2 separate regions of the Triticum aestivum genome follow, and region 2 is linked to region 1. A link is a contact called in public Hi-C data. All regions are on one chromosome and are shown on one strand. The core of a region is the stretch at or near the end of the contact, and the rest is flanking DNA. Distances in the headings are between cores, read along the strand shown. Region 1 holds the start of LOC123080293 (CBS domain-containing protein CBSX6). Region 2 holds the start of LOC123075255 (receptor-like protein EIX2).

The links. Hi-C and Micro-C count contacts between places; a contact is called where the count stands out from the background.
Region 2: a contact with region 1 is called in a Hi-C map of leaf, with 4 times the contacts expected there. The contact joins the promoter of LOC123075255 here to the promoter of LOC123080293 in region 1. A contact is called at or near these places in 3 of 5 Hi-C or Micro-C datasets (leaf and an unstated tissue).

What each region holds. Positions count from the first base shown.
Region 1 is chr3D:535,973,589-535,977,960 of IWGSC CS RefSeq v2.1, reverse strand. It overlaps LOC123080293 (CBS domain-containing protein CBSX6), which reads left to right and starts at 2,166. Exons shown (of 2, transcript XM_044503206.1): 1 at 2,166-2,730; 2 at 4,199-4,372. The coding sequence starts at 2,408.
Region 2 is chr3D:536,148,182-536,152,553 of IWGSC CS RefSeq v2.1, reverse strand. LOC123075255 (receptor-like protein EIX2) reads left to right here and starts at 2,228. Exons shown (of 4, transcript XM_044497910.1): 1 at 2,228-2,520; 2 at 2,662-3,536; 3 at 3,791-4,372. The coding sequence starts at 2,228. TRNAL-CAA (transfer RNA leucine (anticodon CAA)) reads right to left here and starts at 1,878; the gene lies at 1,795-1,878.

The DNA.
Region 1 (4,372 bases), core at 917-3,416:
GGATGGATGCAGATCCGATCTGGGAATTGTGCACTCATGCAGTGAATGGCTAAAATCACGACCAGACCAGACGTGCCAAGCCTCACGAAGCAACGCGACGGGTGCGCTAGATTCATTCAAGAACTGCGCGCGCGTGTGGTGGTGGTGGTATCAGTTGGTGGTCCATCGAGATTAACCAGCTGCTTGGCTCGACTCGGTTAAGGCTCAGCTTGTTACGGCTTGACTTGTTTAGCTCGTTAAGCTTAATTAGAAAATACTCCCTCTGTTTTTATTTACTCCGCGTATTAGTTAGTTTTGGTCAAAGTCAAGCTTTACAAACTTTGACAAAGTTTATAGACAAAAATATTAACATATACAGTAACAAACCAATACCATTAGATTCGTTGTTGAATGTACTTCCACATCATATAGATTTGTTATGCTAAATATTTATTATTTTTTCTATAAATTTGATCAAATTTTACAAAGTTGGACTTCAGTCAAGTCTAATATGCGGAGTAAATAAAAACGGAGGGAGTATCTTGTTTGGCTAAAGTTTGAGGTTTGATTTTTAAAAAATCTATATGCACTACATTATACGAGTAGAATGGAGGGAGTAAGATAAGAATATATGTTATGGTGTACTTACGAGAACAGAACGCCAATCTGTTGGCTAGCTCTGCGGGAGCGCAGGCAGCCCACCCCAGTTTGAGTCCTGAATCAGCCGCGGGTGCTTATGGATATTCTTATGTCATCAAGGACTGGTCCTGATTTTGTTATGGTGTACTCCCTCCGTCCGAAAATACTTGTCATCAAAATGAATAAAAAGGGATGTATCTAGATGTATTTTAGTTCTACATATACCCCTTTTTTGTCTATTTTGATGACAAATATTTTCGGACGGAGAAAGTACTAACGAGCTTGTTACCTCATTCATTAAGCCCATTAAATTTAACAGACTAAGATCAGCGATTGGCCTCTTCGTTAAGGAGCGATTTACGAGCTTAACGAGCCGAGCTATCGCACGCTCATTAATCTCAGGATCTAGTGCTTTTGATCCACCACTAATCGACCATCACATCAACAATCAGTCTAGCCACTGCGCGTAGCAGGCCAATCGAAAATCTGCCGGCTGATTGGGTTTATCTCGGCGGTGGTGACACTAATGCTAGTGTCATGTGTCGTGTCGAGTGTGCATTAGCGAGAGGTTCTTGCATTTCGATATCTCGTGGGCGCTCGCGTCTTCTTAGATTACAATCTGACGACGAACTAGTGGTTCTCTTGCGGTAGTTGTGTCTTCAGCAGCAGTGTGTTCAGTCACTTCAAGTTCTCACATACTGGTGTGGACTATTCATATCACACGAGACGACTGCTCAAGGCATTGGAGATTAGTCGAACCTGTCCATGCATGTTTAGTCTTTTGTGTAGCTAGAGACATCGGCTTCCAAAAAAACTTCATGTGACTTTAGCTTTGTTATGTATCTTTGGCGTCATGTAATTTTCAGTTATTCATTTGAAGTACTTTATCCAATAAGTTACTAGCTCACCCTAAAAAAAACAAAAACAAAAAACAACAAGTTACTAGTATGTTCGAATCATTGGCAAAGAAAAACACTCAAAGGTGGAGGGTTACCCAGATAGTCATTCATTGATTATATCTTCTTTTTCCCTTCGAAAAAGACACGGCACAAAGGTAGACACTGATATACACACCAACACTCACCCTCGCAAGCCTCCAATCCTTCTATTTAGGTTGTTTTATATAAATACAAATAGACGTAGACGCTCATACCCTCACTCATATAAATGCACACAAGAACACTCTACCCCTATGGACACCTTCGTGAGACTAAGCCGGCACATCATCTTGAGATTGATAAAGTTGTCAAAGACGCTTTTGCAGTCGACGGGGTGTCTCCACCACTAAGCTCACATCACCGAAAAGTCTTAAATAAATTCAGAAAAATGCGATCGCCGGTGTCAATTTTAGGACTTAAACTCTGATGGGCTATTTAGATTTTGACAGCTCAATATGTATGCCACGTGGTTGATCCATCATTCTGCCAGATTCCACATTATACATGGCACACAATAAATGAGTAAATCACAATGGAGATCCATCAGCCGACCACCCCGAATCTCAAAGCATGGCCACGGAGCTGATTTAACCCCATCCAGCCGGTCTCTCCTCCCACCGCATCGCATATCCCCTCCCTCGCATCACCCACACCACGCGGGCAGCCGGCTTCAATTTTTCCATCCGCTCGCCGTGCTCTTAATGGGCTTTCCCTCCCTCCGACATGGCCGGCGACCCCCGCACCCGCGCCGCCGGTGACCCCTCCTCCTCCCCCGCCGTCGGCCCCTCCAGGCTCTTCCTCCACCTGCTCCTCCTCCACTCGCTCTTATAACCCCGCGCCCACCTGAGCCCATGGCCGCCGTCTTCTACCACCACGTCGTCGGCGACCTCACCGTCGGCAAGCCCGAGATCGCCGAGCTCAGCGACGCCGACACGCTCGACGACGCGGCGCGGGCCATCGCCGGCAGCCCCGAGGGCGCCGTGCCCGTCTGGCGCGCGCGGGCCGCCCCCGACGACCCGCCCTCCGGGATCCGCTTCCTCGGCATGATCTCCGCCGTCGACATCGCCGCCTTCCTCGCCGGCGCCGGCGCCGGCGACCGCGCCATGCGCGCCGCCGTCGGCGAGGTCGTGCAGCCCAACCAGGACCTGCTCCGGGAGGTCGATCCCGGCACCAGGTCAGTTCTTGTTCCTCGACCCGCCCCTTCTCGCCGCCGTCGTGTCCTGTCCCCGCCCGTCCCATCAGGAATCCCACCCAATCTCAAGTCTTTAGGCATCATTCGTCTGCGGTTTCGTAGTCGTAGGCAGTGGTGATTCAGTCTACGCACTGTGGCTGTTGACTCCTGCTTAGCTCGGATCTGTCCCTGCCTGCTGGGATGCTTCACTACAGCCGAATGCTGATGCGCAAACCTCTGTTTTCTAATGCGGTCTGGTTGGTGATCTTTGTCTCTTATGCACGTTCCTACTAATTACAAATCTGCGGCCAGTACAAAATTGTTTTTGAGTCTGTTCTGAATCCATCAGAAATCACTGGGGGTTTGTGCCTTTGTGGTTAATAAATCACTCTTCTATGGTGCTTCTTCTGTTGGTGCAAATCAGGAAGTGCTTACTGCTCAATGAAGCTGCCTAAAGTTGTGTTTACTGGATACTAAAACTGGGGTAGTGGTTGTGTTTAACACAATCTCTTTCAGAAGAAAGCATGGTAAGGTCAATGCTTGATGAGCTGGGAAGAAATGTCTTAGTTCATGAAAAATAGTTGGATCGAACTTCCGGACAGACAATCTGGATATTGTTTTGCTAGGTCATGTGCCTTAGTCGCAAATCCACTGCTCAAGTTTAAGTTGCTTTATCCCTGTGTGCACAGTTTCTTTCTTCAGTATCCAAAGAAATGCCACAACTGGTCATGCTTTCTTCATTAAACCACCATTTTAGTTGCCCCTTTAGGGAGCATTTGCTGACAACAACTCAAAAGACTATCCATCACATAGCTCCTCGAGACTGAAAAACTGTAACTCATGACCGTTACCAACAGCATAGATTTGCTAGGTATTCACCTATCAGTATATGTGGCTATTCTTAACTTTTTTCAATTCCTAGAGTAGACCGATCATTCTACAATCTTAGCTTGTATTTTACTCTTATCTTCCAGCATCATGAAGTGTCTCCAGTCCATTCCGAAACTTAAACAAGCCAGATGGCTTTCACATGGTGCAGAGTTTGTCCTTCTGATTGTGTTGCCATAAGAGGAACAAAGTGGGAACATGGTTCCATTTGGCAATGCGATGTCGCAATCAGGAAGGCAGCAATCCATGTGGAAGCCGTGCTGGCTGTCAAGGGATTCATGAGTCAAGACAATAGTTTAAATAAACTGAGCCATACATGACACATGCGAGGCAGTCCAATCATGTCTCGAAATGATTTGGCAGCACCAAGTAGTGAGCCAATGTCACATTCTTAGGGATGACATAATAGTTGCCCGCAAATAAAAAGTTCAATAGGACATAAGAGTCTGAGCTGGATGATGCGTCTGCCAATCATACTGCTCTGCTTTTTTTAGTCCTTTGCCTTTCAAGCAAATTCATTTCTAAAGATGCGATGTTTGACATATGTATTTTGTTATTCAGCCAAGTTTGATTGTCTTGCAAGGTTGATCGATGCGCTGGAGTTGATGAGGAATGGAGTGAAGCGCTTCCTTGTCCGCAAGAACGGCTCCTGGACAGGCATCACCAAGCGGTTTTCGATGCTTTACAACGGGAAATGGATGAAGAACTCGGAATCGGGATCCCCAAGCTCAGCTGGCAGCAGCAGCATGCAGTTGTC
Region 2 (4,372 bases), core at 979-3,478, 170 kb before region 1:
TATCTGACAGCTTTGATGTCTTTAAAAGTTAAATTGGGCAGCACATACAACGTGCTTGGGAGTTGATCCCAAACCCCAACATATTAGATAATCTGCCAATCGCAACATTATCATCTCTATTATGGCAATGGCAAAACAATGTATAGAGATGGTTTATTTGGAATATTCCTCTCATTCAAAGTTTATTTGGTACTCATAATGCAAGCTTAATATCTCGTGTTCCTATCTATGATTATGATTCTAGTGATAGACTCATTTGAAAGCATAACGCTGCAGGTGTTAGCATTACTAAAAGTGCGTACCATAATTTTGGGCCTGTTTGCCCACCTAACATTCAAATTCAAAATACTAGTTTTACAGGCACTACAAAGAATCTATTACATGTTATCTAGAAGGATAAATTTTTGCCTCCGAGAGTTCAGACCTTTGCGTGGAGGTTACTTCGACAGGCTCTTCCTATAGCTCCTTCAAGATCATCTCATATTCAACCTTTCTGTAAAAGATGTGAGCAGCTAGAGGATGATATTCATTTGTTCTTTTCCTGGGAATTTGTTAGAGCATTTTGGTTTGTATCTCCCCTTGCTATTAGAATTGCCTACTTGCTTTCCACCGATCAAAATCTTATTCCTGAAGTCATTAACACTATATCAACAACTTATCAAGATCAAACTCTTTGGTTATCATATTTCTTATTTTATGGAGCATTTGGAAGGCAAGAATGATGTCGCTTTCAACAACAGAGAGTGGGAAGAGTTGCAGGTTATCAATACAGCCAAGGCTATGTTGAAAGAGCAAGAACTGGAGTACAGATCTCAGGGAGGAAAAAGAGGAGTCTGAACCAGTGAGGTTTTATTTGCAGATTGAGATGAACGGATTCAAGGAGTGGCCAAATGTCTTTACTGATGCTGCTTGGAAAGATATTTCTTTGTCTGGTAACTCTAATTATGCAGGGTTATAACAACATGAAGGTATATGCGTCTTTGTCTACAAACATGCGAGAGGGCAACATGAGGCGATTTTCATTGCTGCAGCATCTACGGCTTCTTCTGTTATCCAGACTGAAGCTAGAGCTTTGGAATTGGGTGCCCAAATTGCCAAGGCGCTTAATCTTCGTAGGCCCAATTCTTAAGAGATAACCCAGTTCTGGCAGAAGCTGCGGCAAGGCGATACCCTGAAAATTACCCTGGCCACTGGACCATTAGGGATAGTCTTAATGCTTTCATCAAGCACACTAAGGAAGCTGATCCTAGAGTATTCAGGATTAGTCGGTCAAGCAACAAGGGTGCCCATAGGCAAGCTGAAGATGGTTACAACCTTCATAATGCCGGAGCTTGTATTTTCACTTGTGTACGTGTTAGGCATGACTAGGGATCTTGTCCTGTCATAGAGTGTATCGCTAATCTCAATGTGCAGTATTGCTCTGTGTGACATGCCTTTAAGCTGAAATGAAAGGCTGAAAGTTCCACAAAAAAATTTGCTCTGTGTGACATGCCTTTAAGCTGAAATGAAAGGCTGAAAGTTCCACAAATTTTTTTGCTCTGTGTGACATGCCTTTAAGCTGAAATGAAAGTCTGAAAGATCCAAAAAAATGTATAGAGATAGTGAATCTCTAGGTTGTGTAAAGCCCAAAAAAAGGGAATAAAAAAATGAAAGGCTGAAAGTTCCACAAATTTTTTTGCTCTGTGTGACATGCCTTTAAGCTGAAATGAAAGTCTGAAAGATCCAAAAAAATGTATAGAGATAGTGAATCTCTAGGTTGTGTAAAGCCCAAAAAAAGGGAATAAAAAATAAGAATGTCAGAAGTGGGGTTTGAACCCACGCCCTCGTAAGAGGACCAGAACTTGAGTCTGGCGCCTTAGACCACTCGGCCATCCTGACTTTTGTGTTATTTTGCAAGTTTTGCTGTATTTAAAAAGTAGATTTTGCTTTTTAGTTCCTTCCCGAGCTCCCCGAGACAGCTTCCGACCTAGTTGTGCTGTGGTCTCGATCGCCTTTGTCGTGATGTCCTTCACTTCCCTGATTACAAGTGCATGCGAATCAGGAGTTTGCATAACAGATTATAGACTGTGATGCATCGCCGAGACGAGGCGAGACGCGTACCTGCCGTACGAGATAGACCTCTGACGTGAGAGGATTCATTTTCCACAATCGTTATAAGTAGGACTGGACAATCTGCCCGCACTAGTTAGTTAGTGGGAGACCGGCGGCTTAGGAGAGAGCAGAGACCATGGCGACCCCTTGTACCAGTCCGCCATGGGTTCACCGGTCCGGCAAAGTCAAAGTGCGGCTTCACGATGGCTGCACGTCCGCACTAGCTAAGAAATTGGTCTCCATCATAAGCGCGCGCCACACCACATTTCCATCTCTACCACCACCGATCGACCAAGCTCATCTACTCGCTAATGCTCCGGAGTCCGGTCGCCATGCGGGCCACTTCCACCCACCTCGCCGCCACCAAATTCTTACTCACCGTCGTCGTCCTCTCCCTGGCCCTGGCCAGTGGCCACGCACGCCGTGCCGGTCAGACGGCCGATCTGCGTGCCTGAGGAGCGGGACGCGCTGCTAGCCTTCAAGGACGGCGTCACCAGCGACCCCGGGGGGACTCCTCGCCTCCTGGCGACGAGGATCAGACAGCTGCCAATGGCGGTATGTCCGGTGCAGCAACCGGACGGGCCGCGTGCTCGCGCTCAGCCTCCGGGACGCGCCGGGCGGGGCCGAGCTCGACGACAGAGGGAACTACGAGGGGGCGCTCGCCGGCCGGATAAGCCCCTCGCTCCTCTCCCTCTCGCGGCTGCGGCACCTGGACCTCAGCCGGAAGTACCTCGAGGGCTCCCCCGACGCCGCCCTACCGGCCTTCTTGGGCGGCCTCCGGAGCCTGCGCTACCTCAACCTCTCCGGCATCTACTTCTCCGGCGAGGTCCCGCCGCAGCTGGGAAACCTCTCGAGGCTGCGCTCCCTTGACCTCTCAAGCGACTTCGGCACGCAGCTCCTGCGCTCGTCAGACCTCTCGTGGCTGGCGCGTCTGCCATCGCTGCGGCACCTCAGCCTGAGCTCGATCGACATGAGCAGAGCAATGGACTGGCCTCGGGCGGTGAGCATGCTCCCTTCACTCAGAACCCTCCATCTCTCTTCCTGCTCGCTTCCAAGCACGAACCAGTGGCAACTTCCGGCGGCAGGCTTGTGTAACCTCACAAATCTTGAGGAGCTGGATCTCTCCATGAACCGCCTCAACCACCCGGCCGCATCCTCCTGGTTCTGGAACGTGACAAGCCTCACTCACATCAACCTCATGGAAACCTTCCTGTCCGGGCAGCTCCCTGATGCACTGGACGCCATGGCGTCCCTTGAGATTCTTGATTTCTCATATAATGGAAACATGGCTACCATGCCAAGAAGCTTGAGAAACCTCTGCAACCTGAGGTACTTAGACCTGGAGTCGAGCCTCGTAGGCGGCCAGGACATGGGCAAGCTGATGGAAAGCCTGCCGCAGGGATGCCCATCCAACATGTTGCAACAATTGTACCTAGCAAACAATGGTGTATGGTTGGAACCTTGGCAAATTACAAGAGTTTGAGGCACCTGACTGGTGGGTTGCAAGTTCTTGATCTCTCTTACAACAACCTCACCGGAGGATCGATACCGTTGTCCATGGGAAATCTTACTAGCTTGGACACTCTTCACATAGCTTACAATAAACTCACTGGATCAGTACCCACAGGGGAAGGATATTTTGCTGGTTTGAGCACCCTTGTGCTGTCCTGCAATCTCCTTGTTGGTAACATACCTGCAGGAATAGGACACTTTGCTAGATTAAGCACTCTAGACCTTCGTGGCAACTACCTCACTGGACATGTCCCGCCTCAGCTTGGTATGCTCGCTAATCTAACTTACCTGGACATTAGTCTCAATGATCTTCATGGTTTGCTCACGGAGGAGCACTTTGCTGAAATGGCCAGTTTAGAGACATTGGACCTATCGCAGAATCCCCTACTCAAGATTCACGTGGATTCAGAATGGAAGACTCCCTTCAAGCTTAGAGATGCAAATTTTTCGTTGTGCATTATGGGTCCCCTTTTCCCTGCCTGGCTCCAGTGGCAGGTGAATCTTACTTACCTTGACATCTCAAGCTCAGGTATAACTGATAAGCTTCCGGACTGGTTCACCACTGCATTTTCAGCAATGGATTTTCTGGATATTTTCAACAATTCAATATATGGCGAATTGCCGGAAAATATGGAGGACATGTCATTGACACAATTCTTTCTCGATTCCAATAGACTTACTGGGCCCATACCAAGTCTACCAAGGAATATCATCTACTTGGATATCTCCATGAACTCTTTATCAGGGCCTTTCCCATCCAACCTTGGAG